Linked DNA regions of Mus musculus: region 2 is linked to region 1. A link is a contact called in public Hi-C data. All regions are on one chromosome and are shown on one strand. Each heading gives the region's core, a stretch centred on a gene start, on an enhancer-like site or on the middle of the called end of the contact. The rest is flanking DNA. Distances are from core to core; before and after follow the strand shown.

What was found. Hi-C and Micro-C count contacts between places; a contact is called where the count stands out from the background.
Region 2: a contact with region 1 is called in a Hi-C map of pancreatic cancer cells, with 3 times the contacts expected there. The contact joins two enhancer-like sites. A contact is called at or near these places in 1 of 15 datasets of contacts at CTCF or cohesin (the NIH/3T3 cell line), 7 of 484 Hi-C or Micro-C datasets (the AML12 cell line, colorectal tumor organoids, nephron progenitors and 2 more) and 5 of 115 datasets of contacts at active chromatin or transcription factors (a beta-TC-6 cell line, a colorectal cancer cell line, embryonic fibroblasts and 2 more).

The regions. Positions count from the first base shown.
Region 1 is chr8:31,371,938-31,374,693 of GRCm38.p6, forward strand. All of the region lies in intron 1 of 7420700N18Rik (RIKEN cDNA 7420700N18 gene), which reads left to right. Among named protein-coding and RNA genes, the nearest start is that of 7420700N18Rik, 5.6 kb to the left of the region's middle. Within about 2 kb of position 1,409, at least 78 of the 459 cell types and tissues checked have an H3K27ac peak or open chromatin away from gene starts, as enhancers often do. A contact at or near this core is called in colorectal tumor organoids and pancreatic cancer cells, where this site is marked.
Region 2 is chr8:31,443,683-31,446,438 of GRCm38.p6, forward strand. No RefSeq gene overlaps it. Among named protein-coding and RNA genes, the nearest start is that of 7420700N18Rik, 77 kb to the left of the region's middle. Within about 2 kb of position 1,394, at least 21 of the 459 cell types and tissues checked have an H3K27ac peak or open chromatin away from gene starts, as enhancers often do. A contact at or near this core is called in colorectal tumor organoids and pancreatic cancer cells, where this site is marked.

The sequences.
Region 1 (2,756 bases), core at 159-2,658:
ATTTGAGCAGAACGTGCCCGTGATAGAGTCAGAGCCATTGGAAGGCTGAGCTACTTAGAGATCAAAGCAAAATGCTCCTAGGCTTCTGTGAGCTGCACCATTCATTTGCAGTCCCACTGAGTGGGACAAAAATGTCTTTTGATTGCACACTAATGTGGGATCATCAGAAAGAACACTGGTGACATTCAGACACAAAAGAAAACCAGGAGGCAGAAGGACCTCAAAGTGACCTTGGTGACAAAAAGCACGTCCGCAGAAACACACATATCTCAGGCAGTGTGGCCAACAGTGAGAAAGCTATGCCAGCTGACATTTCATTTCTGAGTAGCAGCTCCTTAAGCATTTGGAGCTGGGACGCTCATCCCACTCTCATGGAAACCCCCAAGAACTCTCACAAATGCCTGCTTTTACTTTGCTTCCCTTAAAACAACCAAAATTCCCTCCTCACAATTGTTGGGACATCCCAACAGCACAGTCCTTTCTTTCCCAGCTTGCAATGCAAACAAATATTGTTTTGTCCATTTCTTGTGGGTACTCACTCCAGCCTCATACCAATGTTAACATTTTTTCCCCCTTATCAAATGGTATTTCCTAGAACTACCTGAAGGTGGCAGTATTGTGCATCAGCCAGTGATTAGTAAGGAGATCAGGAACCAATTAAGGAAATGATTTAAGGAGTAGGCTGTAACTGACTCAAAATGAACAGATTATATACTGTGGAGACTTTTTTGAGCCTGAATACAACCACCCTACCCCCCACCCGCAGACATACACTCCAATGTGCATATATAGTGCAAAAGGTAAGAGGAAACCGAAATGACATGTCAACAGAGGGTAATGCTATTATTATCATCTCAAATATGCTCAGTCTATATAATTAACACAGTGATATCTTGGGGGGGGGGTGTATGGGTCATTAAGACAGCTGGCTGAAGAAATTCCAATGATGCCAATTCACCAGGAATTTCCCAGGAGGAAGGCCATTATTCTTTCTCCAACTAAAGCCTCCAAGATGCTGCAGTCCATGTATTTTGGAAGCAGACCCCTATTTCCCTTGGAGGGACATGAAGCAAGACTGTGTAGATATTTTACATTTGTCCATTCTACAAAAGTCTCCAGCTCTCTGAGGTGGAACAGAGCAACAGCATTCCAGTAAAACTAACTGACCATTGAAGTGGTGGTGATGGTGGGGGTGAGGGGATCATTGCCCATAATAGTGCCTGGAAAGGATATATGCAACTCTAGCATTGTCAGACCGAACCCATTCCTGTAACCAAGATGTTTATTAGGGCATACTTGGCAACTGCATCACAGCACCACCTAGGAAGCTGATGAATAATTGATTCAGACTGAGTGGACATTTCAAGGGACATTGACCACATAGCTGTGAAGTTGAAGCTGAAGGTCAGTTACAAGACACAGGTCAGAGGCAGGAGGAAAGTCCCTGTGTGTCAGAGGCAGGGCATAAGCTAGGTCTTCTCAGATCTTAGATTGGAGCAGATCCAGGCTTTCAGCTGAGTCATTCTCTTAGGGTGTTTGATTACTGGGGCTTTCCACATTTTTAGAATTCCGAAGGAGAAGTGGCACAGATACTGTTTGGATCTGCCATTGAAATGAGACAGCACAAACGGTCACTTTGTTTTGTTTTGTTGCAACAGTGAGTTGCCTGGTACTGTTTCACATCCGTATAGGACGTTGTTAGGCTCACTCAGAGATTCTTCCCAGAGACCAGTGGGTTATGGTGTGGGAAAAGACTCCTGGAGAGAAATGACATTTTAGAAAACTCCACGTCAAGAAATTGTGTGTTTCTGACTGAGTAGTTTCTAGAATGTAGACATAGTTACAACTACTTTGGATATTTTATGCCATTTAATCTTCATAACACCATATGAGGTAGAAATAAATTTATCTATCTATCTATCTATCTATCTATCTATCTATCTATCTATCTATCTATCTATCTATCTATCTCAATTGTATAGAAGTTGACCTTTCCCAAAGCTATAACTGCCAAGCAACAGGGCTGGTATCCAAACTCTGAGTTTCCTTAGGAGAAGGAGGGTTAAATATATTTATGAAACCATTGAACTTGAACCATTTTGTTGAATTTAGAAAGTAATGGGCCATCGTGAATTTCTTTCTTTTTTTTTTTTTTTTAAAGATTTATTTTATGTGTGTCTATTTGCCTGCATGTCTGTGCACTGTGTGCTCACAGAGGCCAGGAAAAGGCATTGGATCCATTTCCTGAGACTGAGTTACAGATGGTCATGAGCTGCCCTGTTGGTGCTGGGAACTGAACCCAAGTCCTGTGCAAGAGCAGCCAGTGGAGTGAGCCATCCCTTCTGTCTCTCTCTCTCTCTTTTTTTTTCTTTTGCAACCAGTGTATATTAGTACAAAATAATAGGTTTTAGTATGATATTTCAACACACACATATATGTCCTATTTACCCTCTGTTATATTTTACATACATTATAAAGTTGGCAGAGTATGACTAGTAAGCTTCAGTGTCTCATGGTATTAATTATTAGTGCATAACCTCAGATAAAAATCCATTACTCGATGCCCACCAATTTGGAGATGCTTCCCACGGACCAGTAAGTGTACTGTGGGGCCAGCACTGATCCACATTTTAAGAAGAGTTTATTTTGTACTTTAGAGGACAAGACTGGGTGCCCTAACTCTGGAGATGACCTCTTGTCCTAAACACTACCTCCTACAGGCTCAACTCTCCAACAATAAACCTGTCACCCAGTGC
Region 2 (2,756 bases), core at 144-2,643, 72 kb after region 1:
TGTCACCAGACTGTTTTTCTATAACTCTGGAATTAGAATGAAGCTCATGTATTTGGCTGGATGTAAATAGAACTACAGAGAGAGTGAATAATTTATTCTCTTTTCAGCATGTAAAAAAGTTAATAGTCTTGTTTGTGAGGTTCTTAGAAAATATCCAGAAGAGGAGCCAGGTCACATTTGAGGTCATAAATGCTCAAGCCTGAGCCTGGTTTATTGCTTTTTTTAAACATTCCTATTTTGAAATATTTCTATATAAAAGAAATATTGTCTCAATGTTGGCAACCTCACAGCAAATGTTAATTGTCCTGGAATTCCTGATTCTCAGCTAGTGAGATGCTTCAGCCAGACTTGGGAATGAGGGCTCTTTTATTCATCTCATGTTCCTGTAATTCTCCATATCTTTCTGCTTTCCCTCAATACCATGTATCACTCATTACCTTGTGAAGTGATCATACTGAAAGTCTGAAGTATGGTTTCTACTAACTGTGTATCAGAAATTGTAAGCTGAGCCATTATCTAATCAATCTGAGGCAGTATGCATTCGAACAATTGCAGCGCAGGTATGTGCGAGTCATGCTATGCCTTCAGTTTATCTACAATGTTCAGAGGACATGAGCATTAATGGCAAAGCACATGCAAATCTCACCAGGGAGAAGGTCTCATATTGGAAAGAATAGATGGGCTCACACACACAGATAAAACATATTATGTGATACATTCAGCTGAGTGGCAGCTGATATCTGAACTTCCTGAACATGTTCATACTTTTAACCTGGACACTTGGTGATCTGATGACATTTTCAGCTTCTTTTCCTGCATTGTAGCGGATATTGTGGGATATAGTAAGGGGAAGTAGAGAAAGAAGCCCTTCCATGGTTCTGTCAATCAGTACTTGCAGAAGACTCTCTCTGGCTCCTGGGGAGTTAATAAGTGTATTGATTATATTTATTCTAACTCTCAAATGAATGGAAACAAGTTCACCAAAACTTTAAACGTTTGTCATAGTAAGGAGATTAGAAAAGGGAAATGAAGAGAACCATAACAAACAGCCCTGTGTCTGGTGCATAAATTTAACTTCTTTATATGAGATATTTTAAAAAGGTAGAAAACTTTACAGAATCTATCTGTTCTGCGTATCCTTCCATGTGTTGCTGTAACTCAGTAGAATAGATGGTATTAGATACATTCTATACATTCTAGCTGCAGCTCATCTCCCGTAGGTTGTAGGGTCTGCTACATTCTCTGCACAGCAACCTGAATAATGGCTCAAAGAGCTTATGTTTCAAAGCAAGGGTGGGCCATTCAGTGTATTTTCTTTACTTCTCTGCCAGAGAATTAAGCAGCCTTTCTTCCTCAGATCAAAGGACAATGTGCTGCATTTTTCTCTCCTCTCTGTGGTGTAGCACCAAGCAAACAGCTTCTGTGGTGAGAGGCACTGTGCAACTTATATCAGCATTAGTCACTGTGTCTCTTTGCTTTTTTGCACTTGGTAAATAAAGGAAAGAATCAATCAATTTCTTACTCACACTAAGTCTACATTACATCAACACAGTTAGTTGAAGAAATGATTATTTATTCAGTTACCTCAGTAAGATTCAGTTAGCCTTTTAAAGCATTTTAATATGGGAAATCAAAATGTATGTAAAAAGTGCAATGCACCCTCCTGCTCAGACATGTAACTCCAGCAATCAAGTTCCTCACAACCCTGTTTTCTCTCTAGCTCCCCTGAATCCACTCTACCATGAGTTACTGTGAAACAAACTTGTACAAGTCTACTTAAATACACTAGTATGAATATTTGAAGGGTAAGAACACTTTTTGGAAGTATGGCCAGAAATAGTTTCACTCTTAAAATATTAATGTTCCTTGATCAGGTTCAGTCTGGTATTTGGACTAGCCTACAGCTCTCTCTATAATGACGTGAATCTGTGTTTCTCAATATCTCACTCTGTTGTTTTACCGCGAAGCCCCCCTTACATACCTGCCATTTATTGTCTACGGAAGCAGGCTTACCCTTCGAAGCTCCCCATACCTGCATTGTAGTGACCCCATCTTTGATGTGTCCTTTACCATGTTTACCAGTTTAGAAGCAGAATGCAAAGTCTCAGTTGGGTTCGAGGTCAAGCTCTTCTCTTCTTTCTGTACCAGGCTTGGTTTACACCCAGCAGCTGACTGAAACGGATGTAGATACCCACAGCCAAGCATGGGGTGAAGGCCAGACATCCCTGTGTAAGTTAGAGGAAGTATTGAAGGAACTAAAGGGGATGGGAATCCCATAGGAAGACCAATAGTGTCACCTAACCTGGACCTCTGGGAGATCCCAGAGACGGAACAACCAACCAAAGAGCATACAGGGGCTGGTCCAAGGTCCCCCACTCCCTGCATATATGGAGCAAAGGGCTGTCTTGTCTGGCCTCAGTGGAATAGGATATGCCTAATCCTGTAGAGACTTGATGCCCCTGTGTGTGGGGACACCTGGGGGAGCATCCTCTCAAAGGTGAAGGGGAGGAGCAATTGGGGGAAGAACTCTGAGAGTGGGGACTGGGAGGGGTCAGTTTTGGGGATATAAATACATATAATAATTAATTTATAAAAAAGTCTGCATGTACACGAATGAATAGATGTCAGGAGAGGGGGAAAGGAGAATTTCTTATAGAGAAGAGTATGTTTTTCAAATATTTGACTTTAGAATCTTGATTAGATTCCCCTCAACTTATTTTGAATTTAAAATATTGCAGTAAGAAACAGTCTAAGCA